Regions from separate parts of the Zea mays genome. Here region 2 is linked to region 1. A link is a contact called in public Hi-C data. All regions are on one chromosome and are shown on one strand. The core of a region is the stretch at or near the end of the contact, and the rest is flanking DNA. Distances in the headings are between cores, read along the strand shown. Region 1 holds the start of LOC778437 (high affinity nitrate transporter). Region 2 holds the start of LOC100285743 (ubiquitin family protein).

The links. A called contact is a pair of places that touch in the nucleus more often than the background predicts.
Region 2: a Hi-C map of leaf shows a contact between it and region 1, with 7 times the contacts expected there. The contact joins the promoter of LOC100285743 here to the promoter of LOC778437 in region 1. A contact is called at or near these places in 2 of 25 Hi-C or Micro-C datasets (leaf and tassel).

Annotation. Positions count from the first base shown.
Region 1 is chr5:184,432,549-184,435,248 of Zm-B73-REFERENCE-NAM-5.0, reverse strand. It overlaps LOC778437 (high affinity nitrate transporter), which reads left to right and starts at 1,351. Exons shown (of 2, transcript NM_001112459.2): 1 at 1,351-1,650; 2 at 1,838-2,468. The coding sequence starts at 1,503. The coding sequence ends at 2,301.
Region 2 is chr5:184,726,246-184,728,945 of Zm-B73-REFERENCE-NAM-5.0, reverse strand. LOC100285743 (ubiquitin family protein) reads right to left here and starts at 1,279. Exons shown (of 2, transcript NM_001158634.2): 1 at 937-1,279. The coding sequence starts at 1,207.

The DNA.
Region 1 (2,700 bases), core at 102-2,601:
AGACGAGCACAGTTCGCCCCATTGGTCATGGGGGTCCGGGCTAGTCTAGCCTGATCATCGGGTCACACTTAGGCCACAGGTGTGCCACAACGGGATAGCCCAACATGTCCCTTTTTGTCATGCATATATCTATATTATAGTTAGTATAATGTAAAAAAACAAAAGGTATGTGTGTTATGTTGGTTAGATGTGTTTAAATAACTCTTTAAAGCTAGCAACTATGGTTTAAATCATACATATACACATTTTTATTTTATTTTTATTTAAACGATATGGGCCTTCTAGGCACGTCGAGTGTGACGGGCCAGTGAGATGACACATTATAATTACTGGTCTAGCAGGCCGTACCTAGGTCTTTCTCGTGGGCCAAGACTAAGGGTTGGCCCGTTGGCTAATCTGTACGGTACCGATACTGTCCTAATTCATTTGAACACCTGTAGAAGAGGGGAATTTATAATTGAGGAGGAATGTACTCATGCGGTACACCAGGGGAATTGTTTTGTTGTGCTCAGCGATAGATTTCAACGCAACGGTGAGCCAGTTTCACTAAAAAAAGGGGGGGGGGGGGGGGGGGGGGGGGGGGAAGGCCACATCAAAGGCGAGGTGCTGACGAGCAGAAGATGCTAGCAGTGACGCCAAGTCCAGCAGCTAGCAATGAAAGGGTACTCGGGATTTAACAATGCCTAGAGACGGCATCATCCCCTCAATAATCCGGTGCTCTCTTTTTGTTTATTCACCAGTTGGCGTAGCTATATACACATGTCTGGTCTGACGAACAAATCAAGGGATCGCTAGCTCGGGCTAGCCTTCCTATCACTGTCATGACATGTGCTCTGCCTCTGCTGGTTGATAAGCCGTGCGCCTTCTCGCTAATTCTTTCTTGTGCTAGAGGCGAGTCAAACAAACGCTGCACCTCGTAGCCCTTAATCTGCGCTAAGGGTCACATGACCCTGTTCCCTATCGCTAGTTACCAACGACCCATTCCCCCTGACAGATACTTACGACGCGTCCGTACGCGGCAGGCCTCGGCAGTTCGGCATCACCAGCACCGGCGCCGGCATTCGCCCCCTGCCAGCCGGTTCGCAGATTCGCAGGGCGGAGTCGGCCGCAGTTGCCGCATCCCAAACGCCCGGGAACCTTTGGGGCCCCTCTACGAGCAAATGAAGTTGCTGCCCCTGGCTTCGTAAAGCTCTGACTTTTGATCACTTGATTGGCAGTCGTACTCCTCGCTCATAGGCCGACACGGCCGCAAAGTCAACTACCCGCTCCGCCATCCTTCAACCCCCGCCACGCGCCTATATATGTTCGCGGCCATGTCCGTACTAGTCCTCCAACCCACAAGCCACAACCCCGAGCTCAGATCCCTCGCCTCGTGTCGTGTCTCCGGTCGACGACGACCAACAGCCAGTGTGGGCCAGACGGACACCGCCGAGCTATAGCGCTTGGTGATAGCAAGGGACGACCGGCGGCCGGACCGGAGCACGTACGTACGTACCGCAGCGATGGCTCGGCAGCAAAGCGTGCAGGCCTTGTGTGTGCTGGCGGCGCTTCTCTTCGCCGCCTCCCTGCCGTCGCCGGCCGCCGCGGGGGTGCACCTCTCCTCGCTGCCCAAAGCGCTCGACGTCACCACCTCCGCCAAACCCGGCCAAGGTGCGCGCGCGTTCCGGCCCGGCTCATAGTCATAGCCAAAGGATTAGCACTTTGATTACTTGCTCGGTTAATTCATAGTCCTATTCTTCTCTATGTTTGAAACCCCCCTTTAGATTTGTTCATTCACAATCAAGGAGCTAGCTGATTAAAATACACACGATTGCCATAAAATATATGCTTCTCGCAGTCCTGCACGCCGGCGTGGACTCGCTGACGGTGACGTGGAGCCTGAACGCCACGGAGCCGGCCGGCGCCGACGCCGGGTACAAGGGCGTGAAGGTGAAGCTGTGCTACGCGCCGGCGAGCCAGAAGGACCGCGGGTGGCGCAAGTCCGAGGACGACATCAGCAAGGACAAGGCGTGCCAGTTCAAGGTCACCGAGCAGGCGTACGCGGCGGCGGCGCCCGGCAGCTTCCAGTACGCCGTCGCCCGCGACGTCCCCTCGGGCTCCTACTACCTGCGCGCCTTCGCCACGGACGCGTCGGGCGCCGAGGTGGCCTACGGCCAGACGGCGCCCACCGCCGCCTTCGACGTCGCCGGCATCACCGGCATCCACGCCTCTCTCAAGATCGCCGCCGGCGTCTTCTCGGCCTTCTCCGTCGTCGCGCTCGCCTTCTTCTTCGTCATCGAGACCCGCAAGAAGAACAAGTAGAACGAGTTGCGGCTGCGCGCCATACATGCATACATGTAAATCGTCGGCGGCGATGAGTGGCTGTCGTTGCTGATTCATTGGTGCGCGCGACTATTTTGGTGTATCATGTAAGTTACTTTTCTGCAGTGTGTGCGTCAAAATTACCAAATAATAACTTAAGTTTCTCTGCTGATCCGGTTTTCGATTACGAATGGAGGGGCTCAAAATATATATAGTCTGCTCGAAAGTGGATTATATTGCCCACTTATTACAAATTTATTTATTTCTAGTTTATTTTGCAGTAATCATTGAAAAGGCCAGCCCAGCGTCTCTCTTCGATTTAAGTAAACAATAGCATAAAATCCGCCTCCTCATCTAAGCGTTTACCACTCTATTAAGCTACATCTTTCGATAAAATGG
Region 2 (2,700 bases), core at 30-2,529, 290 kb before region 1:
ATTTTTATTTTTTATACATACGTATTTGTCATACTCTCAAATGTATTGTACATATTTTAGTTTTGGTAAACCGGTTATTTAAAGTATTCAAATGGATAGAGGATCGTTTAGAGAAACTCTATATATAGAGAATCCAGCAGCGTTCTCTAAATTTAGAGGATCGTTTAGAGGACGCTGCTGGAGGGCGTAGAGGACCATTCGATCCTCTATATTTAGGGTACAGAACCCTTTAGGGTCCCTTGTTGGAGCTAGTCTTAATAAGGCATACTGTATGAGCTGGCGACTATAATAAATATTTTATTATTATTTTCACATTTGTACATCGCAGCTACCAAAGTTATGACTCGGCTTCAGCATTTGGTGCTGCTACAGATACTGTGAAGTACTGTAGTTCTGACTTCTGAGGAAGATGCGGCGCTGTGACCATCAGAGTTTTTTTTTTTTTTTTGATGACCACCAGTCATCGTGTCATCGTCAGAGGAGTAAATGGAAATTTGGGAGCAGAGCTGTGCTGTGCATACTCCATTGCACGCACTGTGCTGTGCATAGGAAATGCCAAATGCAGGGATGCTGCTGTACTGGACAGTTCAGACTTGAGAGCAAGGGCGCTGCTTCCGTTCTTTATTAACTGCACTCAACGACTAGCAACCAACTACGTACTACTCTGCATTCACTGACGAGGAGGATTGGAGGGAGGGAAAAAAAACTGGACATTTCCTACGCACATTTTATTTTCTCCTACGCAAGGATGCAGTGCAGGGGAAGAAAGCTCGGTATAAAATGATGGAAAGTTCCAAGAAGGAACCATGTGAAACCAAGTTCCAAGAAACCGTACTACTAGTGCTGCTAATCCACCAGCAACCGCAAAAGAAAGCCACTCATCAAACAGAGAGAGAAAAAGAAAAAGAAACGGAGAGAAGAGTGTGCTCTGCTCACCAAAAGTGGAGGTGGCTCCGATGGACACATCATGCCAGGAGAAGCCGGTGGAAACCCTGACGGCGACCGTCTCCCGGCCGCCCCTCCCGTCCCTCTTCTGCACCAGCATCCCTCCCGGCCGCACCTCCCACTCGATCTCCCGGGCGCCTCCTCCGCCGGCCGCGGCCGCGCTGCCATTGTCACCGCCGCCGCCGGAAGCGGCCGCCTGCTGCTTATTGGACGTGGAGGAGATCCTCTTGAAGAGCCTCTTGGAGTAGCTCAGCTTGATCATGGCCGCAAAAGGCGCGGGGCTAGCGGCTGGTTCAATTCGCGTGTGTGTAGCCGATTTCAGGCTCTGTGGTGTGGACGTGTGGTGCCAAGGCTGGGGTGTTAATATATATAGGACGAGGAGGGCGACGAGGGGACTGGAGGGAGTTGCGGCACAACTGCACAAGGCTGGTCCTGGCAGGCTGGCTCTAGAACTAGAAGCGTGCGTGTGTTTAAAGTCCAGGACCGGCCGAGTCCATCGTCAAGGCAGGGCTGGCAGGCAGGCATGCAATGCAATGCAACAGAGCGTAGGGCCCCAGAATTCATTAATAAGAAAACACGGACGAGGACAAGCATGTTGCCATTACAGTACTACTGCTTCGCATTGCATGCACATGGGGAGTGTTCCTTGTCGCCGAAGATGACGAGACGAGGAGAGAGCCTCCTCGGACGATGGCGGGTGGTAGGAGGAGTTGGAGTTGGAGGCCATAGGCCAAGAGCAGGCGGAGGATGATTGATCGGGGCGTGGTCGGTTGACGGTTTGCCTTGCCATGATGGCCTGGGCCTGGCCTGGCCGCGCCGGCCACCGCTAGTTTTCTTGTTTTAGTTGTAGCTTAGGGCCCCTCTCCGGCCCCGCGCGCGATTGGTTATGGCCGTTGTTTTGAACGCAAGGAAAGAAGACGACGACGACGACGACGGGGAGGGAGGAGTGGTGTACGTTGCACAGTGCGTGCGTGTTTTGAGTAGGGCCGAAGTTAAGTGTGCGTTTCGTTTGGATCAAATTCTGGTGGCTCCGTCCGAGGGTGGTTAAGGTGGGCATGGGTGGGGGCCTCTGTGCTCACTCATTTCATTTCCAACTTGGTCCTTCCTAGCTCGCTTTGCATATTCGTATAGTAGTATGCGTTAATTAATTAATTTGCACCGCCCGCTCCAAAAGCTATAAGCTACTGACAATCCCCTGTGGGCTGTGGGATGGTAATTCATCCTGCATGCGTGTTCACTGTTCAAGAAACAGGGAAAAAAAATCTATACGAACCGTATCCAAACAGCTCCTCCCGTCCACCACTTATAGACCCACAAAAACATATTAAAATTTGCAACTTAACTCTTTAATATTTTTTCTATTTATATGGACCATCAATTAGTGAATGTGAGGGACTCTAAAAGAGATTATTTATATTCTAGATGCAAAGAATTTTTTTTCCCAACAAACAGCATGGCCGGCAGGCAAGGAAACTGCAGTACTACGATTAAAATTAGTACTGATGGCTGCTTCTATTCTATTGCCTCGGCCAGATGGTGATGATAAGTCCGAACAATCTGAGTCGGCGCAAGATGCCCAAATTAATAAAACAATCTGATTGCTGCACGTGCGAGCATCAATCGCGGACGGGACCGGCCATGGGCCGGCGGAGCGCCGTGTAATTGCAGAGACGAAGAGGCCTCGTCGAACACCTTGCATGCTTCGGCGACGCCCGTTATTCTCGCGCCGGAGGGCCGGCCACATGGCGTCGCACG